7 separate regions of the Mus musculus genome follow, and regions 1, 3, 4, 5, 6 and 7 are each linked to region 2. Evidence: chromatin contacts called from public ChIA-PET, Hi-C, HiChIP or PLAC-seq and promoter capture Hi-C data. All regions are on one chromosome and are shown on one strand. Each heading gives the region's core, a stretch centred on a gene start, on an enhancer-like site or on the middle of the called end of the contact. The rest is flanking DNA. Distances are from core to core; before and after follow the strand shown. Region 1 overlaps Ppp1r21 (protein phosphatase 1, regulatory subunit 21). Region 2 holds the start of Msh6 (mutS homolog 6). Region 3 overlaps Ttc7 (tetratricopeptide repeat domain 7). Region 4 holds the start of Gtf2a1l (general transcription factor IIA, 1-like). Region 5 holds the start of Cript (cysteine-rich PDZ-binding protein). Region 6 holds the start of Mcfd2 (multiple coagulation factor deficiency 2). Region 7 holds the start of Ttc7 (tetratricopeptide repeat domain 7).

Region 1 (3,710 bases), core at 662-3,161, 610 kb after region 2:
CTTCCCGTTAAAGAGGACATATTTGTCAGAAACATGGAGATTTTGAAAGTTAGGTTTGTAGCTGCTAAAAGCTGGTCAGAACTGTGTGTGGTGCCTCATGTCTGTCATGAAGGAAGATTGTGAATTTGCATTTAGCCCTGGATGCTCAGCGACCTTCAAACTTAAAAACAAGCAAACACCTCAAAGACCATGAATGAATGAATGAGCAGATGAGTGAAAAATGTGGTGCCTGGAAAGGCATGACCCACGGGGCTTCCCTATGTCACCACAGTGCTGCTTGCTGCCTTCTGGGGAGCACTAAGACACAGACCCGCAGGTGCTGGCTAAGGAAATCTGGTCTGTTTTCCTGCCATGACTGACGTTTGGGAACTGTGTGGGTCCTGTGAGGTTCCAGGAAAGAGGGCGGAGCCGTGGTCCTTGTGTCCTTTGCCAGAATTGCCCTGCTCACTGGCATCTCTGGTGCGTTCGTGTTCTGTTTAGGCTCCGGATGTTGAGTCCCGTGAAGACCTAATTAAGAGTCACTACATGGCCAGGATAGCGGAGCTCACATCTCAGCTGCAGCTGGCTGACAGTAAGTCAGTGCACTTCTACGCCGAGGTGAGTGGACACGGTGAGACTGCCACTTCTCCCTGACCCTGCTAGAGTCAGACCACTGTGCTGTTCTCTTATCTGATGGAAGAGAGCCACCGTCCCCTGCACTTTCTGTCTATGTCTTTCTATGTCTGGATTGTTTGTAGCTCATGGTGATTAGTCTGAGCCGCTCCAGAATGTTCATTTCATCAAGTGTACAGCTTCCTGTGTCATGTCCAAGTTCCTGCCAGAGAGAGGATGGAGTTATGGCAGCCTTTCCATGGCCCCATGCTGCGGGTTTTGTAGGATTAGTAGAGCTTACTTGTCTTAGTGGTAGAGGACATGCACAGATACGGGGATTTTACAAGCACAAGGTGATAAGCTGGATGTACCTGATACGTTTTGTCTTTAGGTTTGCTTGCTCTGTATGTGTGTGAGTGTCACAGCACAAGTAGATGGGAGAAAACAGCTTACACAAGTTGGCTCTCTTCCACTATGTGGGTTCCAGGGACCAAACTGCAGGTTCCTTGTATGTGTGTGTGTGTGTGTGTGTGTGTTTATGAGTGTGTGTGTGTGGTGGAGAGGAAGTGAATGAGATAAGTATTATTAAATACTTATCTTAATCATTATTAAGTATTATTAAATAAAGAAGATAGAAGGTTGGGTGGGTGCATGCAGGGTCTTTAAGCCTTTGACACTTTATAGTAAGAATGAATCACAGATGGCAGGCAGAGAATTACACTACCTAAGTTGTTAAAGCAAAAAGGGAGGGGTGGCACACTAGCTTTATCTAGGCTTGTGTTGAACACCGCAGGAATGAAGAGGTTAATAGCCAGTCAGTTTGCTAAAGGTAGAGAAGGACTTTGAGTTTTTCTTGTTAAAATAAGACTGTGTCTAGTCCAATGTTTAGGAAGCTGCCGCACCCACCTTTGATGGGTTGGTCATGTGTGGCTGCTTGTTACAGTGTAGAGAGTTGGGGGCCTGGCTGACAGTGGACTGCTATTTCTTGAGCCATACCCGCAGCTGATGCCATCATTTCTGGTTCCCTGCCTGCTCTCTGGGTTGGTGTCCCAGCTGTGACTGTCATCTTCCTGGGGCCTGTGTCTTGCATGTTCTCTCTCTCTTGGGAGTTCATTGCTGAGCACAGAGGGAAGTGGTTAGACTGATTGTACAAACTGTCCTGAGAGTCTCTCGAGAACAAATAATAACTAGGGGATTTTAGGCTGTCTGGTTTTCATGAGATCTGCCTACTTGAGTAAATGTTTTCAGCACGACTATGGTACAAGAGGTTTTAGATTGCCCTAGTTCGTTCTCATCTATAAACAGGAAGTACTGCCACCCTGTACGAGAACAGACAGCTGGTGTCCACCCAGCATTCACACGTGTCTCTCTCTGCACATCCTCCTTGTTGAACAATAGTGTGAAATCAAGTTTTCTCTTCTTCCTTTCACCTGCTCTGCCTTGCACCATCTGGGTTTAGTAAAACTCCTAGAAAAACCACCTGCCTCCCCAGGTGGGCGTGTGAGGCTACTGGGTGGGTTATAAGGATGTTTTGGTTCTGGGATTGAGACCTTTAGTGAAGAACTTAGAAGCCAAGTCTGCCATGCTTGTCGGCCTGTGGCCACTTTTGAGATAACTACAGTCCTTTATCCTCACTAGTACAAATAGGTTCTGTGAAAATGGAGAGTGTTCTTATGTGCTTGTAACCATTGGCCATTAGACTGCTGAGCTGGACCACCTCTGAAGGTGCAGATGCCTGGGGGCTGTGCAGAGGTATTCAGCAGAGAGTTTTGGGATGAGTAAATGAGGGAATGAATGAGCGACCTTTGGCTTTGGTGAGTATAACCTGCTACCTTTCCAAGGATAAGATTTGGTGTTTTGATTGTACAGTGCCGTGCGCTCTCTAAGAGACTAGCCCTGGCGGAGAAGTCGAAGGAGACACTGACAGAGGAGATGAGGCTAGCCAGTCAGAACATCAGCAGGCTTCAGGTGAGCTCCTTCATGTGACCTCAGCACATTAGTGGTTTTCACTGACAGTGAAGCCAGCCTTCTGTGGGAACCAGTGATGTCTGGTCTTGACACATGCTCCACACCACTTTATTTCTCAGTCACCTTAGAGTCACAGTTGCTCATATCAGACAGAGACTGGCCGTCTTACTTGTATCTGACTTGAAGCTAGTTTTAAATCCTTCCACAGTCTGCATTTGCTATTTGTTTCCCCTTTCTTGTGAGCACTCAGGATTGGCTGGAGGATTGGGCTATACATAGTATTCTGTCTTGTTTCAGAACTGACCTAAATAAACCTGAGTGGGGCTATAAAACATATGTATTTAATTTAATATATAATTAAATAAATACATAAGTAGATAAATCAGATTGCAGTTTCAAACCGTGCCTTTCAGGAAACCCCTGTTGAGCTGGACTGCTGGCCTCTTTCATCTTGTTAAAACAAGAGTGTGGGGCCACATTTTCTGTGTTCTCCACCGTCGGTATTTAGCAGAGAGTTTTGGAATGAATGAATGAGTGAATGAATGAGTGCCCTTTGGCTTTGGTGACTATAACCTGCTAATCTTGATATCAACAAGAGGTAGGCATGGGAAAACCCTGGAACACAGCAACCTGTTCTCAAGTAGTTAAGATTACTGCAGTTTATTCAAGAGGCTGAGGAGAGCGGGAGGTGGGAGGAGAGGAGCTGCCTTCGGGGACGGTGCAGATGCCTGGGGCCTGGGCAGAGGTTTCAACACCGGGAAGGTTCGGAAGCGTCATTTCACCTTCAGACTTTTGACAGTTCTTACCCAGCCAAGAAGAGAGTGCTTGGATTTTGTAAGCGCAGGTGCATGTGTGTGCGCATGCGTGTGGAGACCAGAGGACAGCCTTGGGTGGTGCTCCTTCAGAGCTGGCCACCTTTTTCTTTTGAGACTGGGTCTCTTTGCCCCAGTAGGGTGGCTAGCTTGTCAGAGAGTCTCAGGGATCTGTCTCCCTCTCCCCAGGGCTGCGATTCCTAGTGTGCACACCCAGGTCCACCTTCTTTTTACTTCTAGGGACGAACTTGGGGCCTCCCGCTCCAAGGCAAACACTTTATTGCTCCAGCCTCCAGTCCGGAATTGTTTGGCAAATGAGTCATGAGCACACTCTTTGAA
Region 2 (3,726 bases), core at 473-2,972:
TCTGGGACATCTCTTAACAGCCTCAAACTTCACAGAGATCCCCTGTCTCCTAAGTGCTGAGATCAAGGGTGTGGCCTACCATACCAAGTTTCTTTTGTTTTTAGGCTGGTGTGTGTATGTGTACACACACACACACACACACACACATACACACGTATACACGTGTGCACGTGACCGTGCCCACCCCAAGCCTATGGAGCCTGAGTATAGAGGTCAGAGGATAATTTGCAGCAATCCTTCACAGTGTGATTCTAGTGATAGAATTCAGGTCTCTAGCTGGACTCCAAAGCACCTTTACAGGCTGAGCTGGTTTTGTCCAACAAAGCAAATCTTTTTACCCTTTTACCAAAGTGAAGGTATTGCTAGCCAGAGCTAAGTCCATTCTTACTTAGAGCTGAATTAAGTCTCCCAATTTCTCTCTCTCTCCTTCTTGATTTAGTTGTTTTTTTTGTTTTGGTTTTTTTTTTTTTTTTTTTTTTTTGTGACAGGGTTTCTCCGTGTAACAAACCCTGGCAAGTCTTGTAACTGTAGCCAGGGTTGTCCTTGACCTCAGAGATCCACCTGCTTCTGCCTGGAACAATGGGGTTAAAGGCACACACCTTCGCGCTCAGCTCCAATTTCTTGAATTTGAATAGGAGCTCCAATTTTCGAAAACGCCCTGTAATCAACCTGGCAGGAAGACATTCTGAGGAGAAACACTTGGCTCCCTTTGGCTATCAGGCAATTGAAATAATGGACTCCAAAGAATTGGAATTTCTCCAGGAATTTTTTGGTGGGAAGGGGTAAGACAAAGCTTCGAGTTAGTGTAGAGGAAGAACTTGGTTTCTGGAAAGAGATTTCTCAAGTATCTGAAGCTCGTTGAATCCCCATGTAGGACAGTCTGGAGCAGAGATTATGGTGGGTCAGACCACCTCTTACAAGACCATTCTGGTTCCCGTCGCCCGGTTTAAACCAAAACTTCACGTCAGTACCCCCAAAGATGAACTTCCGGGGGGGGGGGGCTGAACTTTATCTTCCTAATGTGGCCCTTTGAAAAAAAAATCTGTTTTTTTGCTATTTTCTCTATTATTCGACTACTGAGGATGAGTGGGAGTTTAGCTCGTTAGGGTTGCTAGGGCCCAAGCGTTGACGCTCAACATTACCTTAGCAATCTCAGTTTCTAAAATATAAAAAATTCTGCACACTTATGCTAAAGGGCTCAGATAAGACTGGACCTTAACTGCCCATCTCATATAGTAAGGCGTAAACTAGTTGAGGCAGTGACGGGCCAAGGAAAGTTTTGTGGGTAGCTGGTTTTGTGGATAGCTGTTCTTGCACTTGGCATTCACAAGTGCCGCTCTGTACAATGCTCTGCGAACGCACCGTACGTGGCAGACAGCAACAACCAATTTCTCAGCTCCTTTCAGTCCAACCGCAGGACCGCCCGCAGGGCCAGGTGTTTCCGCAGCGAGCTCGACGCGGCTTCTCGCAGGGTGCACCCCGCCGTTCCAGCAACCGCGCAAGCCACTTCCGTCTTCTTGGTGCATACTTGCCCGGGTAGCCACCGCGAGCTCCACTGCTTTGCAAAGGCTCAGTCTCAAGGCCCGCCAACCCGAGCTTGGGGGCTGGGCCCGCCCCGCCCCGCCCATCTACGCCAGGGCACGTCGCGGGCGGGGCCCCGCCCACCGCGCAGGCCGACACGCCTTCGGATTGGCCGCTGGGCTACGGATGCTCGGGTAGGACGCGCCTCCTCCCGACTTTCCCGCCAGCGGCGGCCGCGCGGTGGATGCGATCCTTGTAGGCGCTCGGAGCCGTGGCCCGGTCTGCCCGTCAGCCTTCATCATGTCCCGACAAAGCACCTTGTACAGCTTCTTCCCCAAGTCCCCGGCACTCGGCGACACCAAGAAGGCCGCGGCCGAGGCCTCACGCCAAGGTGCCGCTGCCTCTGGAGCCTCCGCTTCCCGCGGCGGGGATGCGGCCTGGAGCGAGGCTGAACCCGGGTCCCGGTCCGCGGCGGTATCCGCCTCGTCGCCGGAGGCAAAGGATCTCAACGGAGGGCTGCGGAGGGCCTCCTCCTCCGCGCAGGCCGTGCCTCCCAGGTAGCCGGCTCGGTCGGGGCTGCGGCGGCGCGCGGGTCTCCCGGAAGGAGGGGGAGGCTGCTCCGTGCCAGGCGGCGGGAGGAGGGGCGGCCTGCCGGCCCGGGAGAAGCGGGGCCGGTGCCCGGGACTCTCGGGGGACGCTGCGAGCAAGCGAGCGCACTCCCACTGTGGGGGTGGGGAGGCTCGGGAGGCTCGGGGACGGAGACACCCTCCCCCAAAGTGGCCGGAGCGGGAACGGTGGGTGTCCTGCTGCGATCCGCGGCCTGAGGGGGCGGGGCGGATCGGATCGGGCAGGGAGCTCCTCCGGGTGGCGAGCCTACGGTGGGAGGAAACTCGGGTTGCAGGTGGAAGTTTGTAGATAGTGAAAGCGGCGCTCCGGCTTGGGACGACAGTTTTTTTTAACCCACCTTTTCACAGGAGGGAAGAGTGCGGGAGATTTTTCGCAGTTAGTGGGTCTTCGGAGTATTGGGCAAGCCCTGGGCAAGAAGGTTTACTGGGGGAAACTTGCCTGGAGTTGTACTCGCACTTTGTAAATTTGGCTGTCGTTTGTAGGAACGACTAGAGACATTTATTTTATCTATTTATTTTCATTTTTTTTCGAGACAGAGTTTCTCTGTGTAGCCCTGGCTGTCCTGGAACTCAGACATCCACCTGCCTCTGCTGGGATTAAGAAGTGTGCAGCGACTTATTTAAAATGTAAAGAGTTCTTTCTGGAGTCCAGTACTCTGGAGTTTCAGCTTGGGCACCAGGAAGAGCTGGCGTATGCTCCTGGGGCAGAGAAAATGATTTTGGATCTCTAATTTCTTTCCTTCCCTTTGGCTATAAAGGACACAGTTCAGACACAGGTAAACACAGAGGTGTATTTTGCCTCCGTGTATGTATGTGTGCCCATGTGCATGCACGCTGCCTGAGAGAGGCCAGAGGAGGACCTCAGCCTCTGTAGTTAGAGATATTGTGAGCTACTGGGTGGGTGCAGGGAATCAAACCTGGTTCCTATGGAAGAATGCCAGTGCTCTTAACTGCTGAGCAGCTCTCCAGCCCCATTATTTCTATATTTTTTAAAATTACCTGTTAGTGTGTATATGTGTGTATGCATGCTATAGTAGGTTGTGGAAATCAGAGGACAACTTAAGAGTTGGTTCTTCCACCAACCGTCCTGTGGATAAAACTCAGGCCATCCTTTGCGTTATCGCCTAGGCCATATCTTCACTGGTATTTTTTTTTAGACAGGGTTTTGTAGCCCTGGATGTCCTGGAATGCACTCTGTAGATCACCTGTCTCTGGTTCCCAAGTACTGGGATTAAAGGTGTGCGCCACCACGCCTGGATACCCCGACTTATTTATTTTCTTTCTTTCTTTCTTTCTTTCTTTCTTTCTTTCTTTCTTTCTTTCTATCTTTCTTTCTTTCTTTCTTTCATGTGTGTGAGTACACTGTTGCGGTCTTCAAACACATCAGAAGAGGGTATCAGATCCCCACTACAGATGGTTGTGAGCCACCATGTGGTTGCTGGGAATTGAACCCAGGACCTCTGGAAGAGCAGTTAGTGCTCTTAACTGCTGAGCCATCTTTCCAGCCCCGCCTTAACTCTTCTTAAAAAATAATTACACTATTTATGGGGGGTATAGGAGATGGGTATGGGAGATGTGT
Region 3 (3,837 bases), core at 889-3,388, 660 kb before region 2:
GGAGGGCTTTGGTAGCCAACTGGACCTAGAGTCCTGCCTGTAGAGGAGCCCCAGGAAGAAACCTGGGCCTGCAGGGAGCAGCTCCAGGGGTTAGGCAGAGGACTGGGAGGAGGGTAAGGCTCACGACCTGAGCTGGGGAAGCTGGCAGCCCTGTCTCTGACCACAGCAGGCCTGAGAGCCCTCCCTCAGGCACCTGCCAAAAACAGGAACAGGAACAACTCTGCCCCAAAACCCATCACAGGCACGGGGACGGTTTCTTCTCTGGGTTGTTCCCCTTCTTTCTGCCTAGAGCTGGCAGAACCCATTTTCTGCTTAGGTCGAGGTGCGTTTGAGCCAGGTGGTCTGTGTATTTTATCATGCATTGCTTTAATCCCTAAGGCAACAGGTATTTCACACTGCACCCCAAACAAGAGAACAGGTGCTTTCCAAGGGGGTCGCCTCGCTGCTGCCCCTGCCTAGGTGGCTCCTTTAGCCCTGTAATCAATGAATCAGTCAATCAATAAATCAACCCCATTCTCCCAAGTTGCCCTAACTTGTCTGCCGGGAGTAAACTCTGAAGGCGAAGTGCACTTTAGGTTATCAGCGGTGGTCTTGCTTTTAGCGGCCACGTGCGTGTTTGTGTCTGCAGGCCTGGGGGAGGGGTACAAGTTGTTCTCACTGGGTTCAACCTGGAAGGCTCACTAGCAAAGCTTGTGTTGTCTCCCAGTTTTCTGTGTCTGCTTTGGGGGTGGGGGTGGGGGACAGGAGGACCTCTCTGAGGGCACGGCCTGTATCTGTTGTTTGTGCCCACTTCCCCAACGGCGTGAAGTGCTGCCTGACATCCTCTGTCTTTCATGCTCGGCTTGACTGTCAAGGTGGAAGTTTTGGTTTTGAGGCCGGTGATTTGGGTCTGTGGTGAAAATGAGCATCTGGATAATGGTTGAACGTCACCCGACCTTGTCCTCCAGTGGCCTCACTATTCTGGGTACTTGACCAGAGATCCCTCATGGACGTGCCAGCCCTCAAATGGAGACGTCTAACTAGAGTTGTATGTAGTATCCTCTCGACGACCAATTCTTACTAATATATCATTTTATTTCAAATCATACTCTCACCATTAAGCACCTACTGTGTGCAAAACACTTGTTTTTGACGAGTTCCCAGGAAATGAGGTGAACAGCAGGAGGCAGACTACTTATCTGTGGCCGTGGGTGCGATAGTCAGTCAGTCCGATAGTCAGTCAGTCCCTCAGCCTCTCTCGTTTGCTTCATGATGACTGCCAATGACAAACAGTGCAGCTGACCAGGTACTGAGCGTGCAGAAGGCACTTTGTAAATGGCATAGCGAACAAACGGAGTGCCAGGAGCCCTGGAGCACAGATGGCCAGTAGAGGGAAGTGTGAGAGTTTGTGAGAAGACCGCCGTTGTCTTTCTCCAGGGACTCAGAGCTGAAAGTGCTGGGTGTCTGTCGGCCATTGGCCTTGGGCACGTGATGCCCAGAAAGACAGGCATTGTCCAGGCTTAAGTTTTCTATTAGAAGGGGTTGGGGTGCGAGTATTTTATTTAGTTACGTATATTTGCTGGTGTCAGGAGGAATTGCAGGTCCCCTACACACTTGGCAAGTGCTCTACCATGGAGCTGCAGCCTCTCCCACAATAGTAATTTCTTTTTTGAGAGAGAGAGAGAGAAAGAGAGAGAGAGAGAGAGAGAGAGAGAGAGAGAGAGAGAGGATTTCTGTAGCCCTGGCTGTCCTGGAATTCACTCTGTAGACCAGGCTGGCCTTGAACTCACGGATCTGCTTGTCCCTACCTCCCGAGTGCTGGGATTAGAGGTGTGAGCCACTATCACAAGCTCACACTAGTCATTTCTTCAGAGCATTATGGGTATCAGGAGTTCTGCTTGAACTGGGGTAATGAAGCCTTATGAGAAATTTTGAAGGCTGAAAACTGTCAAGGGCTTTGGAAAATGTGCTGCACTGCTGGCTGTGGGGGTAGGGGGACTGCTGTCCTACTACGTCCCACCTTCCTCCTGGAGTCCTATGCTAGCTGAGCTGCTAACACCCCCACCACCCGCCTCTTGGCCAGTTGGACCTGACCTTAGTTGCAATAACCGGCTTCCTGGCTTCTCCTCATGCAGCCCGTTTCTGGGCCAGGGTTTGTTTGAGGCTCTGTTTGGATACTGTTAAAAGTGGGCAGCTTGGCTCACAAAGGTCATCAGGAGAGACCAGAACAAAGAGATCTTTCAAGCTGGCTTCTCACTGGGCAGCCAGAAAGGGCCAGGGAAAACCCCAGCTCCACCCGGCACAGACAGCTGCAGGTTGGGCTAGGTTTGCTCAGGCTGTGGCTGTCTGAGCCGTTTGAGAATGCCCCCACCTAGACATTTCTTAGAGGGGCAAGCTGAGGCAAGGGGTATTCTTAGCACGGGAGAGCCAGGCAACCCAGGCAAGGATTCCAAATCTCCTGTGTGGCCCTGGCCACTGGAACCTCTTGTATGGATTGTTTCTTTAAAAGCGGTCGATATAAATTAGGATTTACTCAAAACATGCCTGAGGGCGATGATTTACTTAGCAAAAGAGTTCTCAGGAGCCTGTTCAGATGTCAAAATCTCTTACAGATCTGAAAATTATTTAAAAAGCTAGCAGACCTTTGGGATGTAGGGTTGTGTTTGAATGCAGCATTTCGTCCCCGTGTGTCCTGGGAGTGGTCAGTGCTTAGATGTCAGCCCCATGTGTCCTGGGAGTGGTCAGTGCCTAGATGTCAGCCCCGTGTGTCCTGGGAGTGGTCAGTGCCTAGATGTCAGCACCCCTTCCCCAGCGTCCGTCCGGGAGTGGCCTGTCTGCTGGTCCTGGCATGTGAAGCCTCTTTGGCAGTGACAGAGAGGACAGTCCCTCCTGTGGCTGGGGAAGAAGAGACATTAGGCACTGTTGGCTCCTGCCTCCTGGTAGCAGCCCGAGCCAGGCTGCCAAGGAAGAGGCTGCCAGGCCTCCCGTAGAGTGGAAAATCACCCACAGCCCCAGGAGTGGCCTGCCTCTTCAGAGCCACGGAGTTCTAGGCAGCCCCAGGGACCAGCCTGCCTCAGCCTGTGGACGCAGCGTCCACCCTCCTCCCTAACCCTCTCCCCACCTCATGTCCTTTTTTTCTTTCTCCTATAATCCACTGCATTCAGTTTGTATTTAATATATGCCCCTGGGTGTGGGACCATCCACTGGCATCCACTGGTCAAACCAGTAGCCACACCCTTAAAGAAAACCAACTCTCCCTTCTCCAGAAGAGAAGTTATCACCTGTCAATAACTCCTCAGTTAGGGATGGGGGTTCATGGGCATCTCCTCCATCCGTGCTAGAGTGTGGTCGGGCTTCATTTTGTTCATGCAACCACAGATGCTGTGAGATCACGAGTTACAGAAGTCCTGTCAATCTAGAAAATACTGCTTCGGTCTGGTCCTCTCTGGCCTCTGGCTCTTATGAATCTTTCTGTCTCCTCTTTGATAATGACTCTTGAGTTTTGATGAGGGGTGGGGGCATAGAACTTGCATTTCTTTTCTACATTTCTTTAGATTTATTTGTTTTTTACATGTATGAGTATTTTACTTGCATGTATGTATGACATATGTTTACCTATGGAGGTCAGAAGAGGGGGTCAGCCAGGCATGGTGGTACACGCCTTTAATCCCAGCACTTGGGAGGCAGAGGCAGGCGGATTTCTGAGTTCGAGGCCAGCCTGATCTACAGAGTGAGGTCCAGGATAGTCAGGACTACACAGAGAAACCCTGTCTCGAAGAAAAACAAACAAACAAACAAAAAACCAAAAAAAAAAAAAAAAAAAAAAAAAAGAAAGAAAGAAAGAAAGAAAGAAAGAAA
Region 4 (3,396 bases), core at 637-3,136, 690 kb after region 2:
ACTGCCTATTATTGTGAAGAAATCAAAGCAGCGTCTACCAGTGACCTTTTAGAATACACAAGAGGGCAACCAGAAAGTCACTGGGATTGCTCAACTAGTGTTGTATGGCTTTTCTATAAAAAGTGTATCTAGTGTTCTACTCAGTAACAATTCAATTGTTAGTCACACTTTTTATGGGTACCAAGGTCCAAATTTAAATTTAAAAATACACATCATCTACTCTGTCGCTTTGAGAAAGGTATAATGTATAATGAAGTACAGCAAATGGCTTGCTGTCACAGAATGGTAGATTGTTACCCATTCTGTGCATTTAGGATTATAATTTTGAAACCCTGCAAAGAGAAAGATGGAAAACAAGAACCTTTTCAGCTTTCTTATTTCCCGGCTTGAATAATTTAATTGGATTTTATAATATCAGAAGGAATCAATGCTTGCTTTTAGCTTTTCTATTTTGGGTGATGGTAAGTCACTTTGAATATTTGAGGTAGTAAGTTGTCACGTAGAGAGATATAACCATTAAAAATCACCACACATAATGGCTTTTTGTAAAGAAATTCCCAGTAGTTTTTAATTTAGGAAAAGTCTTCAAAATGACACCAAATGAATCAGCAGCTAGAAGCTTACACCTGGTCCAGGCAAGCAATTCAAAGTGGGCAATCACACACAGCTCTATTGCACTTACACACACAAATAAGCAAGCAGTCAACTCTAAACCCTAATGGGATTTTAAATCATCACATAACCATCTGTTAGGTCGAGATCTATCTTCAGATTAGAAAGGCTGCTTGAAGGCAGAGTGGTGGAAGTAGATGACTTTCCCCTTTGAACTAGTGGGGACGTGTGAGCTTAAATCTATCTTCAGCTTTAGCTAGTTAAGTTCCTTCAAGCCCAAGAGAGCAGAGACAGGAAGAGGAAGGGAGGGAGAGAGAGAGACCGACAGAGAGAGAGAGAGAGAGAGAGAGAGAGAGAGAGAGAGAGAGAGAGAGAGAGAGAGAGAGAGAGAGGAGAGAGAGAGAGAGAGATTGATTATAGGGCAAAGATGGCAACTTCTGCCTGAGGACTGGGGAGCCCACTTGGTTTAAAAGGTAGTTCTCTGTCTTCAGGCTGCAGTTTTAATCATATGCTCTGGGGAGAGACTTAGGCACCAAACCTTTAAAAGGAAAGAACCCTTCAGGTAAATTTAATGTGGCCCCACTCTTGAATGTGTTTTAGGGCAGTGAATCTCATTTTAATGCCCATCAGAACTATCTGGAGACCATTTGAAGTCGCCGTATGCTGTGCCCCCAGTTGTCAGTCCCTGATTTGGTAGAGATGTTTACGTTTATGAACCCTTACTTGTTTGTATTAATCTCTTTTACACGCATTGATGCATGGATTGTCTGTGTGCCCACTCGCACAGCTGTTCCTACGGAGAACAGAGGACAGCTTCTAGAGCCCCCACTCTCTTCTAGCACACGGGTCAGACTTGGCAGCGAGCGTCTTTGTGGCTTTCATCTGTATTTTTAACACTTTTCCAGGTGAAGTTGCTTTTGCTTTTGCTCACACTTCAACCACTAGTTACAGAAGAATTTGGCTCTTGTCACACTTTTTATACGGCAGCATAGAGCGCAGTTGTGAGTGATATTTAGTGAGGCATGGTAAAAACAGGAATAACATCTTCTGCCCTCTTTCTTCTTCCCTTCATCCTTCAAAGATGAGGTTGCCCCATCGACCTGACACTGCACAACCTCCCTTAGCTAAAGTTGGTTGTACGCCTTACCACACCCGTGCCACGCCCAAACTTTATTTCTCCAACCCCTAACCTTTCTTGCCCGGTCCTACTCAGCTCCGCCCCCAGCGGCCTCGCGGTTGCGCAGCAACGAGGACCCACGGTTCAAAAGCGAGCCTGGCGGCTCTCTGCCACGCAGGCGCAAACGGTTAGGCACAGAGCGGCTGGCATGGCCTTCATCAACCTGGTGGTAAGGAGGCGGGCAGGCTTTGCCGACACCCTCCAGACTTTGATAGGCACCCCCTTTTCACCATGGGGTACAGGAAATAGAAGACAGCCACGTGGGGCTCTGATTCCATTTGAAAAAGTGTGCGTTCCACTCCAACTGAGGTCACCCAGGTTTCAGGGCACCTAGACATCGTGTAGAGGCAGGGTTCCCTCAATCAGGATGATTTCCTCTGTGTTTAAGAAATTCCTAGGTTCTCTCTCTCTCTCTCTCTCTCTCTCTCTCTCTCTCTCTCTCTCTCCTCCCTCCCTCCCTCCCCCTTTTCCCTGCTCCCTCCTCTTTTTTTTTTTTTTTTTTTTTTTTTTGACAAGGTCATGTAAAGGAACCCTAGGCTGGCTTCAGACTCCGGATCCTCAGTCTTTAAAGAGCAGCCTCCAGCTCTAATCCTAGTTATTGGAACATAGGTGGCTCATGCTGTTCGAGACAGGGTTTCTCTGTGTAGCCCTGGCTGTCCTGGAACTCACTTTGTAGACCAGGCTGGCCTCGAACTCAGAAATTCGCCTGCCTCTGCCTCCCAAGTGCTGGGATTAAAGACGTGCGCGCCACCACCGCGATTACTTCCTAACCCGGAATGAGAGGTGATGTGATTTGGATTGTCGCCTCATGATCTTGCCTTTCCTTGCCCTTTAACATCTTAATGCTTAAATAGGAAATGCTCTAACGCTGCCCTAAGGACAGCTAAACCCCACAGTGAGAATTCACAGGCAAAACGGCACTTGTTAGATCCATCAAATTAAAAATCCCAAGTTGAAGGCAAAAACCACTATCAACAGATGCCCATTTCCAGAAGGACAATGGGCAGCCAAGATAGGTTTGTGTCTGTAAAAGTCTGTGTATACAGCATAAAAGGTTCCGTTTTTAGAGACATGCTCATGTATGTTCATTTTATGTTTTAAGAACTGTAAAGTATGGATGCCTGGATATAAGCTTTCCACGAATACCAGTTTGCCTGATTGTTATTGCCAATGAGATTTTCTTCTTCTTCTTTTTTTTTTTTTTGGAGATACCGGTAAGGTGGAGGTCCAGACTATATATAGTTTTAATAAAGATAACATAGAGAAAGCAATATAAAGTTTAACGGCGGTCCTACAAGAGAGACATGTTCAATACTTACTACGCTTTTGAAAAATTGTATTTTATTGGCTTCTTTTGGACTGCTGCTGTTAGACTCCAAGGGCAGGTCTTAAAAGATGTTTTTATCCCTAGGGGTTTTCCCTGCAGCTCTTAAGTGTGATCTTATAGCTGGGATTAAAACAGAAGCCTCAGTTTAGAAGCCTTTCTCAGGGTAGACGGAGAAGCAGCAGCTCATCTGGGGGCACTTAGTCTTAATGGGTAAGCCTGTGAACAACATTTAAATGTTACTGATTGGCCTATTCATAGACTTACCCTGGGTCTTTAGAAG
Region 5 (3,295 bases), core at 532-3,031, 950 kb before region 2:
TCCAATACTGAGAAGTTGTCCACGAAGAAGGACGGAATGAAAATGCTTAGGAAAATTGAAAATACGCACAAAAGATTGGTATACAGAAGTCTCTTGATGTCAGTATCTTTCATGATGTTTTCTTGGGTAGCTATCTAGTAGAAAACAAATTAAGAAAAACATGTAATGATTTTTTTTCCATTGTCCCAAGCACTTCAATACTCTAAATATAAACCATGTATTAATAATTTTCTATGGGCAACATATTTGTTTCAAAACACAGAACAAGCATATGCAGATTTTAATTGTTACTTTAGATTTCTCTAATATGGTATACATTATCTTTCAGAGCCTCAAAAAGAAAATTCCTGTAAAAATTTAAATATTTGTGACTGGTTTCTACAAAGGGGACATGTGCCAGACACCAGCAACTAATTTTACTTTTTTGGCGAAAATCACTGCAGTTCCCAAATGACAGCCAAGTATACACTTAGATATGCAAATGGTGGAGGACCATCTTAAGATGGTCATTATGCTACACTAAGGGCTCACACTGTCTGTACAGATGTTAAATAATGGTAATAGCAGAACGCGAGTGGGAGGAGAAACAATAGTTTCCAGTCTCTAAATACATATATTTGACCTAGAGAACAGTTTCTATGTTATACTGACTAAAGTTAATTAAGAACTTAAAAGTAACACATGTTACAATGTAGTAAAAATCGGGCCCAAAAAGTAACATCCACACCGCAGGGTGAGGAACTAGCAGGAAAGGTAAAAGCGCAAGTCTGGGCATGGTGCTATTAGCCCTCATTTCATTCACACTTATCGTTTTCAAAAGCAAATGATACTGATTAAGAAAACTGGATGAACAAGTTAGCAGATACGGCCAAGGTTACACACGCACAAGCCATTTCAAGCATCGCCTCTTTAAACAAGAAGAAATCCTCCAGGGTCGGGACAAGAACGCATAGCCGTGAAAAGACTTGGGGAAAGTTTCTCAGATTCTCCCTTCCACTGCGGGGTCAGGCAGGAAGCGCGATCAGAAATCCATCCTAGGCCACCGGCAAACACCCATCTAACACGGCGAGCGCGAGCGGTACCCAAACGCAAAGGTGACACCGGCGAGCGAGTCCCCGACCCAGGACACCACACCTGGGAAGCCGCCCTCGGGACTCGCGATCCCGTGAGAACGGGGTCGGAAGGCTTGGCTGCTCCCGAGCCCTCCTCCTGAGCAGCCTTTGCTCAGGTGCGGACCGCAGCTCCACCCCACCCAGGTGGCTCCGTCCCAGCCTCGGACGGCGCAGTGTGGGCAACTGGAGGTCGCCATCATAGAGAGAGCCCGTGCGGCCGACCCGGTGACCTGAGGTCGGAGTCCCCTGAGAGACTGTGATAGACGCCGGCATCTCAGAGGGTCGGTAGCGCAGGGCATCCTCTGGTCCGCCGGAAGCGTGGCGCCCTGGAAGTCACCGCAGCGGTCGGCGGTGCGACCTGCACCCGCCCCGGGCGAGTGTGAGAAGCAACCCGCCACCGGCTTACCTAACTCTCCCGCCCGCCGAAGGGAAGGGGGACACCACCGCCTCCCACCCTCAGGTGCTACAGGCTGGCATGGCCCCTGGCGCAGGCGCAGACCAGAAAGCGAGGGGGCGGGGGGAACTCACAAGCGCACAGCCAATCGTTGACGAGAAGGGGCGGGATAATGAGAGCAGCCCCGCCCATCAGCTCGCGTTTATCCCTCCCGCGACTTTCTAGGTACGGGATAGGCCGGAGCGGGAGGGCTGAGAGTCCGGAAGCGGGCTGACGTAGCCGGAAGAGGAAGTCGTCTCCGCTGGGGCGTTGTTGTGTTTGGGTTGCTGCTCCTGCTTTGCCGGCTGAGGGCACAGGGACACCCCCATGTAAGGATGGTGTGTGAAAAGTGTAAGTTCAGGGGCTGCTTCTGGGGGAGGTGGAGGGCTGAGAAGTTCTCTCGGGATTTCTCTGGTTTTCCCCTGCTGGTCTGTGGCGTAACCGGTGTCTTCCTACCCTGCCCCTCGGCCCTTCTTGCCTGTCCCGTAAGCATAGCCTTCCGCTCTGTGTTGAGAATGGCTTCAGTTCTGCGCCTCTTGTGTTTGTTTCTGTTGTCGTCCTCGCGCCCCTTCTGGGTCTCCTCCGTTACAACTTCTTGATTGGCTCTCGGAGGCTTAAATCGGATCTTCACGATCTTTCTGGTAGCATCAAGAGTTGACAGATGTCACAAGTATAAGTTCCAGGCTCTCGGTTACATCTTAAGATTATAAGCAATGGTTAATTTCCAGTATTATTAATATGTCCCGAATAATGTTTAAATCTTGACTTTCTGCTTTTCCTTACTACAAAACATGCCGCATTTAATACAGATTTTATTTATTTATTTATTTATTTTTGGTTTTTCGAGACAGGGTTTCTCTGTGTAGCCCTGGCTGTCCTGGAACTCACTCTGTAAACCAGGCTGGCCTCGAACTCAGAAATCCGCCTGCCTCTGCCTCCCCAGTGCTGGGATTAAAGGCGTGCACCACCACCGCCCGGCTAGATTTTATTTTAAAAATTACTTCAGTGGCTATCTGAAATTAAGTTAAATTGGATATTTTGAGCCATCCCGTCAATTCATTAATACTCACAGCTTTGGGTCAGGTGAAGGAGAGAGTCTCATCACCACCAAAGAAATCTTTAAGTAGTCACCCCTGGCTTTTAGAAAGGTCTTTTTAACCCTTTTAGTTACCATTCAGTAATTCCAATGAAACCCTTAAGATTTGTTGTAAATATTTAATTTTTTTTTTTTTGGTAGCTGCAAAAGCTGATGATTCGTTTAAAAACAACTTTCTTCTCTTGATCTCTTTCATGGGCTAGACAGCCTTCTCTGACAAGATTCAACCCACATCTCAGTTACTGGCGGATATACAGGACCCATTTTGTTCATAGCCCCTCAGTATGTAGAACTCTGGACACAGACACCCCTCCAGAGCTGTGCCATTCTTAAACGGTTTTTTATTCTTTTCGAAAGTGGGATAAATGGTTAATTAAATGTGGCTTAAATGTATTTAGATTGTGAAGCCGTCCTTTGTGCTGTGCCCTGAAAGGTCATTTCCTCTGCTCTTCTGAGAAATCTAAGGTCTTATTATCTGTAGCCTCTCAGTCTGTCTGCTCATTGCATGCACCCCGTAAGTAAACTGAGGTACTTGCATACAGAAGCTGTAATGTCAGCAGCCGCCTCAGTTCAGTCTTCCCTTGTATCACACATTATTCGAGAAAGTTACTTTTCTCCAATTTTTTAGAGTTACCTCTTAGAACTTGGCACGTA
Region 6 (3,514 bases), core at 61-2,560, 710 kb before region 2:
AGTGCTTCCTAGTTGTAGTCATCTCCATGCTCTTGAAGTCCAAGTAACCAGCAAGTTTCTGGGTTACAGAAAGCCCCCACATGGGCTGAGGTTGAAAACTTGTCCTGAATAGGCTGGTGTTTAATAGTCTGGTCCATTTGTTCACTGGGGGATTCCAAAGGAATGCCATGCTACCCTTATAACTAACATTTAACTAAGAGCCTAGTTACATAGGGAGAGCAGAGCTGTGAAGGCTGTGAGAACAGTCAGACGCCTCTCGACAGCAAAACACAGGTCACTAAAGAGGCACTCCAGGGGTATCACACACACCCCCATCCACAGAAAGCATGAGAAGAAATATTTCAACCCAAAGCAAAGCACGCCCCTCCATATGGCAGTGAACACCTAAACATGACTTAAGTCCAATCCAGAATATTCAGATGAGGAGGGGCAGGTCTTGAGTAAAGTACAAAGACAGTGAGTGAGTCACAACAGGCATTGCAGGAAGGAAAGAAGAGCTTGGAAGGGCAATGAGAATCCACAGAAGGACCTGGGAATGGGGCAGGGTGGCTGAGCGTGTCTCTACCTCCCCTGTACTGGACACGTTGAGGAGGGTCAATCAATATTAAAGGAGCAGAAAAGAGAGCTGATTGCTAAGGCAAGGTGTCTGGAAAAGTGAGAGTTTTGAATAGGTTCAATGTATTTGATGAGTGTAGGTAAGAGTGACGCCCAGGCCTCTGGTTTGGGCATATGTGTGGATGGAGGTGCCATGTCCCAGAAAGGGAAAACGAGACAAACGAGCATCCCTTGTCTACCTAACCTCCTAGGCTCAAACTAGCCAACCCTGTCGAGACAACAGGACCTGTGGGTCTGCCCCGAGGAAGGTGGGGGAGCCAGAGGCAGATGGAGTAACGCCTGAGACCCGCGTGCTTCCAGGCCAGCCAGGGTCCGTGTCCAGCCCACACAGCTGGCCCTACAGCCTAGTACTGAGACTCCCAGCAATGGGGTGAGCGCAAACAACAGCGCGGTGCTCAGCCGGGCAGACACGTCTGGCCCCCGAAACCCTCTCGGAAGACAGGCTGCCTCCGTGGGCCACAGGTCCCGCTGCGCCCTGAAGGTCCGCATCCTCCACCCCGCCACCCGGGCCTCCCATTCTCGAGCCCCAGGCCGACCGACCTCTGCCCCGAGGGTCAGGCCTCCGGCCCGTGGGTTCGCTCACCCCGATAATCCCCGACGCAGTCGCGAAGCACTCCAACGTGAACCTTGCCAGCTGCCGTCCCTGGGACGCTTTTCTCCGCACGCCGGTCCCGCCCCTCGCCCAGCCGCGCACGCGCACAGCCTCCCGCCCGCCCACCAACGCTGCCGGCCCCGCCCCCTGTGCGACCCGATCCAGTGGATCCACGTGTCCCCTGTGGCTGGCGCGGCCAGACCCGCCTCCCGAGGGCGACACCCTACTGCTAGGGCCCTGGGGAGGCCAAGAGGCGAGCTGGTTGCTAGGCAAACCTGAGGCTCCGGAACGTGGCTCACCGTGGGTTGTGGGCTGCAGGATCCGGAGGAGGCGGACTCCGAAGCTGGCCAGCCTCACCTTCTCTATACTTTGACGGATATCCTTGCTTCCACTACAAACTGAGAGAGTAAAACCCCTAACTCCTGTCCCAGTGAGGCAGCCGGTACTTCTCGGGGATCCTGCGTTTCCAAGACTGACCTGCTTCCATTTTCTTTTTGCTCCATTCCCTGAGCCGCAGCCTCAAGATCCAGCTAGTAAAGTTCCTGAAATCGTCTGGTTTTGTTGTTTTCTTTGAGAGAAGACAATATATTTAAAAAAAAAAAAAAAAAAAAGGATCCTGCCCTTTGATATTAACAAAATTGTCTTTCAGTGAATGTGTATAGATACAGATAGATATATGAGCTTAGGACTGTACATTTTAAAATTCCTTCTCTCCTTTGTATCTTTGAAGATACATAATCGTATTTTTTTTAGATGCACCTACATCAAAGATGGAGAGAGATTATATCAAAGCCCACCCCCACCCCCTCTTCCTTGTAGCCTTGAAAATTGCCCAACAGCACCGTTTTTGTCTCTTTGTCCCACTTTCCAAGATTAAGATTTCAACATTATCCATAGGGAGAGAAAGCCTCTTTCAAGAGTCCCTAAGATATTGCATCTCATTCCATCTCATTCTGAAGGTTAGATTAATTTGGTCCAGTTCATTCTGGGTACCCTGTAGTTGACTGCATTGTACCTACGATCCTTTGTCCTGGGAGCTACAAATGCAGGCAGTTTATGAAGCTCAGTAAGTAGAGACTGGACCGAGGGTAGCCTGGAGCATTCTTCACCTCACACCTCCTAGACTTTTTGTTTTGTTGCTGATTTGGTGTTTTGATTTTTCGAGACAGGATCTCTCAGTGTAGCCCTGGCTGTTCTGGAACTTGCTCTGTAGACCGGGCTGCCCGCAGACTCAGATCCATCTGCTTCTGTCTCCCAAGTGCTGGGATTAAAGGTGTGTGCCACCACTGCCCTGCTCAGACTTTTTTCTAATAAGCACTTGCCACCAAGCCAGATACTCCACCTTCTCTGTGGATGCTAGCTTTTGTCATCTTTCTCTTTCTACTGGATCATTCTTACCTGCATAGATGCTTGCCCTCTGGTTCTTTCCTACAATGCTATTGAAATGGCCATCTCCATGCAAACCAGGTCTCTTCTGACTTGCTTATTCCTCGAAGTCAAACATGGCTCCCATTGTCTCCTTTGTTTGAATGCTGTGGAGGTGGGTTTGAGTTCTGCTATGCTCAAGCTATGCTCAGTGTGACACACAGTCTCCTGCTGCCTGCTGATCAAGATGCAGAACTCTCAGCTCCTTCTCCAGCACCATGTCTGCCTAGATGCTGCCATGCTTCCCACCTTGATGATAATGGACTGAACCTCTGAAACTGGAAGCCAGCCCCAGTTAAATGTTGTCCTTTGCAAGAGTTGCTGTGGTTATGGCATCTCTTCACAGCGATTAAAAACCCTAAGGCACAGCCACACTTTGAAGCATTTTTTTTTTCTTTCCTGACAACTATGCTTGTTGTTCTCCGGTCTGTCCTCCTGGCATCGCATCCTCTGCTCAACGTACGAAAAGAGGGCGCCATGGTGCTGAGTACTCTCATCTAGTGATTTCATCTAGTCCTGTGCTTGAAAGGCCAGTTGCATGCAAACAACTCCCTAAAGGTTTTGTATGTGCATATGTAATATGTTTGCATGTGTCCACGTGTGTGAGAGCATTTGCTTATGTATGGATGCTATAAATCTATACTGAATGTCTTCTTCTGACCCTCTTCTGCCAGGGTCTCTCGAACCTGGCATTTGTCAGTTTGGCAAGGCTAGCTGCCCAGCCATGAGCTCCATGAATCTTCCTGTCTCCGAGACCCCCTCTTCCATCACTGAGATGACAGACACTTTCGACCATGCCAGGCTTTTATGTGGGTGCCAGCGGCCCAAGGTCAGGTCTTCTGATTGTATGGCAGTACTTTCCCAAGTGAGCCATCTTTCCTG
Region 7 (3,749 bases), core at 905-3,404, 690 kb before region 2:
GCCGTTTGTATCAGCACTCAGGATGCTTGGTCTACACGGTGAGTTCCAGGCCAGACAGAGCAACATAGTGAGACCTGTCTCAAACAAAATACCAACCTGCCCCCCAACCCCCCATACTTCCTCCATGAACTTCATTGTCTTTCTTAGAAACACTAATAAGACTGTTGGGGTCAAAGCTGTTCCTCTTCATGTGGAGCAGTAAAATCATTGGGAGACCACCACGATGTTGGCTAGCAGCTTTGGTAAGCTGGCATCAGAGTGGTCTTGACTAAAGTTAATCCTGAATTTGTCTGTGAGATACAAGATTATGTAAATTAAATAAATAAATAACATTACTTTTCTTTAAAAAAAAAAAAAAAGGATCTTGCTATGTATCCCAGGCTGGCCTTGAATTCTTTTTAATCCCCCTGCCTTTAGTTTCCAAATACTATGACAGCAGGCGTGCACCACCACATGCAACAAACCCCACTTGCTACTTGCCTTTTATCTCACCAGATGTTATTAATGCAGTCACAGCTCTGTGACTTTTTCGTTTGTTCTTTTTCCTATAGGTTTCCACTCTCTCTTCCTAATGCTGGTCATTAGAAGATGAGGATCTTGGCTCTGCTAGCAAAGAGCTGAGACGCGGTCAGGCGCCTGGAGGAACACTTGCTTTGTATCTGAGGCACGAACTCTGTGCCCTCCCGTGCCCACACTCAAACTGATGATAGAGTCAAACAGACAAGAGCTAATGCTCTCTGCAGCCAGTCCTCCAGTATTTGCAACCGTGGTTGACAAAAGAATGGGAAGAAAAGATGGGGTTTCTTTGTTTCTATCAGTCTACCCTTCCCCTTTCTGTCAATCCTGCTGTTCCCTCTGGCCCCAGGGGTATCTCCCACTAACACTCTGACTAGGTAAATTGAAAACGCATTCTCAGGATACCCAAGTCAGTCTTTCACTCTTTCTGCCTTCCCCAACCCTCTCCCCACCCCATCCCCCTGCCCCACCGCCTCCGTGAAACCTAGTTCTGCAGAACCTCAGGTTCTGCACACAGGGGCAGGGAATCTTGCCTTCCAGGGAGGAAGGGGGCTTCATTTCGATCACACGGAGGAGCTGAAGTTTTGATAGGGACCGGCCCTGGTAATGGGCGTCAGGAGCCTGTGCTCTGATAGACCCGAAAACCTTAGTTCTGTACTGAAACTTGAAGCTGTAAATTTCCCGGCAGCAAGGGGCAGGGAGTGGAAGGACCTCCCGGAGAAGTAGAAAGCGGTCAGTTTCGAACTACTGAAAAGCTTGCCTGAAATCATTCTCGAACGTTTTCGGAATGGACCTCACAACAAGTGACTTAAGTACAGGCCCTGGGGATTTTTTTTTCAGTGTTGGCTGTGGTTTTAGCTACATCCTCAATTCCCAGGCAGGATTGACAGCTCCAGTTTCACCGAGGGTGGGGTCACGATACTTGCCTTCTAGCCAGGGTAGTCCTGGCTCCGCCCTCCAAGCCCCGCCCAGAGTCCTTTGAACTTCTGGGCACCGCTGGCCTTAGAGCGGAGCAGAGCGGAGTCGGGCGCTCCCTGGAGTTCTGATCAGCCTTTAGACACCAAAATAAAGTAGCAGCAAGTGGAAAATCAGCTGAGATCCTCTTTTAGAACCCAGAGTAGGCATTCCGATGGAAAGAGGAGTCCGGCAGTTAAAACAAACATAAACCCTCTCCGAGTTGGGGACATCCGAAGAGCTTAGGGACTTGCCCCGGCCGGTCTATCCGCAGCCCTGCGGGCGGGCGCGTTGCATCCGACCCGGATCCGCCAAGAGCCCGGGACCAGGACTGTCCTGTCGGCCGCTCCTCGGATTTGTGACGTGCCTCAGGCTGTGGCGGTGACGGGGCCACCACACAAAGCCGGGCGGTCCGGGCGGAGGACCCCAGGCCAAGAGTCCTGACGGGATGGGGAGGGAACGGGGAGCGAGGCGCCCCCGGGCTCCCGGGCTCCCCGCAGCATTAAAGTGAGCACCCAGTCAGCGGCGGGGAGCCGGCGGAGGGCGGCCCGAGATCGCCGTGTGCGCGCTTGGCTTCTGTGGCCTCGCTGGCGGTCGGCTCGCCTAGCCCGGCGGGGGATAGCCACGCCCACTTTGGGGTGGAGCCGCGGCCCGGGGAGGTTCCGCTGTTGGAGACGCCCGGGCACGGGGCGGGAGCTGTGGCAGCAGCTGCTGCACAGGAGGAGACAGCAGCGTCAGGAGCTGCTGCAGCAGCGGCGGAGGCTGCTTCTGGACGCCTTGGGGTCGCGCAGCCGCAGCCCCAGTCCAGAGGCTCCAGGCGGTGCGGTGGGCGCTGCCGCCGCCGCTGCTGCTGCTGCTGCTGCGGGCCCCTTGCCGTTACCCGGGCCCCCTCTGCCACCCGGGCCCCGGATGCCGTCTGCACTCCCGTCAAGCCTGCTGGAGAGTGCTCCCCAGCCTGGACGCCGCCCCCGGCCTGGTCTCCACTCCTCCGCCGCACCTCCCATGACAGCTCCTGCTCGAAGATGGCTGCGAAGGGCGCGCACGGCACCCACCTGAAGGTGGAGAGCGAGGTGGAGCGCTGCCGCGCCGAGGGCCAGTGGGACCGCATGTTCGAGCTGGCCCGGCATCTGCAGATGCTGGGCATTTCCGGCGGCGGCAGTAGCAACCGGCGAAACAGCCCGAGCGGCAGGTTCACCACTCTGGACACCGGTGAGTGAGGGAAGGGCAGATTCGCCCGGAGCGAGCGCGCGAAAAGCACCGCCTCGTCCAGGAAGCGCGACTCAACCGACCCGTCCCGGAGCCGGCGCTGGGTGCTACCCTCCGGCTTGCCGAGGCAGTTAGGAAAGTCGTCTGTCCCAAGAGAAAAATCGCTTTGCAGATTGGGTGTTTGAAGAGAAGAGAGAGAAAGAGAAAAGTTTGTGCTCTCTGCCTTTTAAGGTCACGTGGGTAACCCTACCCTGAAATGGAGGTTTCTGTAGGTATCAGAGAAGTGCATTCATTAGACCGGACCGTTGCCTCCCTAAACTGTCGAAACTCCCTCATGTTAAATTTGTTCCTCTGTGTCTTCTCTTATTTTCCCCTCAAATAAAGTTGAGACCAAGCTCTGTCCACAGCAGACTTAGACCGATGCGTTTGGTCAGAGAAGAGGCCGGCGAACCTCAGTTTCTTCGCCAGTGGCGGACACTGGCCCCATCCAGTCCTGGCAGCCTGTGGCTTTTGCAGCAGGGCTGGTTTAGTTGGGCTGGGCTCTTGTGCTGGGGCGGGAAAGCACCCTGATGGGGTAGAGGGAGAACCCCGCCCAGTCTTCAGACCCAGATCCTGTTTCGGGTGTCTTGCTCTCTGCGGTGGGAGAGGTTCAGAGCCCGCCGCGTGTGCACACCCACCTTTTCCGAAGTGGGCAGAGAATAAGTCCGACTATAAAGAGTTTTCCAAAACCACCCAGCCCGGGACACCTCTGTGGGAGCGATGGGGTGATTATAACCCTGATCCAATATAGTGCTTACTGTGTGCCACACCAACCTCGGGACTTTAGCCGTCACTCCTCCCAGCGACTCCTGTTTCCTGGATTTGCTGTATTTATAGGTAAATAGCTTCATCAATCAGCCAGTAAGTTGTGAAATCTGAACCCAGGATTCTGAGTACACCTTTTCGTTTGTCCTGTGTTCTCTCAAAGATGAGTACCCTTGCAGAGCAACTAGAGTGGATAGGAGGCAGGATGGTAGACAGTTATGGCTTAGATTGTAGAGCTCAGAGGAAAGGCAGCAGGCTTCAGAGTTGCA

The links. Promoter capture Hi-C pulls out the DNA fragments that hold promoters and counts their contacts. A called contact is a pair of places that touch in the nucleus more often than the background predicts. ChIA-PET counts read pairs in DNA pulled down with a chosen protein or histone mark. HiChIP or PLAC-seq counts read pairs in DNA pulled down with a chosen protein or histone mark.
Region 1: a contact with region 2 is called in an H3K4me3 HiChIP or PLAC-seq map of pro-B cells, with 5 times the contacts expected there. The contact joins the enhancer-like site here to the promoter of Msh6 in region 2. A contact is called at or near these places in 8 of 39 promoter capture datasets (the 3T3-L1 cell line, the C10 cell line, cranial neural crest and 4 more), 2 of 484 Hi-C or Micro-C datasets (double positive thymocytes and embryonic stem cells), 15 of 115 datasets of contacts at active chromatin or transcription factors (the SCID.adh cell line, T-cell acute lymphoblastic leukemia, astrocytes and 10 more) and 1 of 9 other capture datasets (liver).
Region 3: a contact with region 2 is called in a promoter capture Hi-C map of 3T3-L1-derived adipocytes, with 3 times the contacts expected there. The contact joins the enhancer-like site here to the promoter of Msh6 in region 2. A contact is called at or near these places in 6 of 39 promoter capture datasets (the 3T3-L1 cell line, 3T3-L1-derived adipocytes, the C10 cell line and 3 more), 6 of 115 datasets of contacts at active chromatin or transcription factors (the NIH/3T3 cell line, embryonic forebrain, extraembryonic endoderm stem cells and 3 more) and 1 of 9 other capture datasets (embryonic stem cells).
Region 4: a promoter capture Hi-C map of pre-B cells shows a contact between it and region 2. The contact joins the promoter of Gtf2a1l here to the promoter of Msh6 in region 2. A contact is called at or near these places in 2 of 39 promoter capture datasets (liver and pre-B cells) and 2 of 115 datasets of contacts at active chromatin or transcription factors (bone marrow-derived macrophages and large pre-B cells).
Region 5: an RNA polymerase II ChIA-PET map of memory CD8 T cells shows a contact between it and region 2, with 8 read pairs. The contact joins the promoter of Cript here to the promoter of Msh6 in region 2. A contact is called at or near these places in 1 of 39 promoter capture datasets (hippocampal neurons) and 1 of 115 datasets of contacts at active chromatin or transcription factors (memory CD8 T cells).
Region 6: an HNF4G HiChIP or PLAC-seq map of pancreatic cancer cells shows a contact between it and region 2. The contact joins the promoter of Mcfd2 here to the promoter of Msh6 in region 2. A contact is called at or near these places in 1 of 39 promoter capture datasets (the 3T3-L1 cell line) and 3 of 115 datasets of contacts at active chromatin or transcription factors (the SCID.adh cell line, extraembryonic endoderm stem cells and pancreatic cancer cells).
Region 7: a contact with region 2 is called in a Hi-C map of regulatory T cells, with 8 times the contacts expected there. The contact joins the promoter of Ttc7 here to the promoter of Msh6 in region 2. A contact is called at or near these places in 2 of 39 promoter capture datasets (hippocampal neurons and pre-B cells), 6 of 484 Hi-C or Micro-C datasets (CD4 T cells, the G1E-ER4 cell line, embryonic stem cells and 2 more) and 9 of 115 datasets of contacts at active chromatin or transcription factors (embryonic forebrain, embryonic midbrain, embryonic stem cells and 6 more).

The regions. Positions count from the first base shown.
Region 1 is chr17:88,579,955-88,583,664 of GRCm38.p6, forward strand. Ppp1r21 (protein phosphatase 1, regulatory subunit 21) reads left to right here. Exons shown (of 22, transcript NM_028658.4): 19 at 481-597; 20 at 2,461-2,559. Among named protein-coding and RNA genes, the nearest start is that of Gm31704, 44 kb to the right of the region's middle. Within about 2 kb of position 1,912, at least 76 of the 459 cell types and tissues checked have an H3K27ac peak or open chromatin away from gene starts, as enhancers often do. A contact at or near this core is called in double positive thymocytes, microglia, pre-B cells and 2 more, where this site is marked.
Region 2 is chr17:87,973,328-87,977,053 of GRCm38.p6, forward strand. It overlaps Msh6 (mutS homolog 6), which reads left to right and starts at 1,723. Exons shown (of 10, transcript NM_010830.2): 1 at 1,723-2,078. The coding sequence starts at 1,822.
Region 3 is chr17:87,315,248-87,319,084 of GRCm38.p6, forward strand. The region is part of intron 5 of Ttc7 (tetratricopeptide repeat domain 7); the gene reads left to right. Among named protein-coding and RNA genes, the nearest start is that of Gm52284, 10 kb to the left of the region's middle. Within about 2 kb of position 2,139, at least 72 of the 459 cell types and tissues checked have an H3K27ac peak or open chromatin away from gene starts, as enhancers often do. A contact at or near this core is called in 3T3-L1-derived adipocytes, where this site is marked.
Region 4 is chr17:88,666,774-88,670,169 of GRCm38.p6, forward strand. Gtf2a1l (general transcription factor IIA, 1-like) reads left to right here and starts at 1,887. Exons shown (of 9, transcript NM_023630.2): 1 at 1,887-1,958. The coding sequence starts at 1,938.
Region 5 is chr17:87,023,780-87,027,074 of GRCm38.p6, forward strand. It overlaps Cript (cysteine-rich PDZ-binding protein), which reads left to right and starts at 1,782. Exons shown (of 5, transcript NM_019936.3): 1 at 1,782-1,896. The coding sequence starts at 1,881. It overlaps Pigf (phosphatidylinositol glycan anchor biosynthesis, class F), which reads right to left and starts at 1,622. Exons shown (of 6, transcript NM_008838.1): 1 at 1,519-1,622; 2 at 1-134. The coding sequence starts at 113.
Region 6 is chr17:87,264,637-87,268,150 of GRCm38.p6, forward strand. It overlaps Mcfd2 (multiple coagulation factor deficiency 2), which reads right to left and starts at 1,311. Exons shown (of 4, transcript NM_139295.3): 1 at 1,199-1,311.
Region 7 is chr17:87,280,732-87,284,480 of GRCm38.p6, forward strand. Ttc7 (tetratricopeptide repeat domain 7) reads left to right here and starts at 2,155. Exons shown (of 20, transcript NM_028639.3): 1 at 2,155-2,679. The coding sequence starts at 2,493. 4833418N02Rik (RIKEN cDNA 4833418N02 gene) reads right to left here and starts at 2,083. Exons shown (of 5, transcript NR_015506.3): 1 at 1,443-2,083; 2 at 1-31.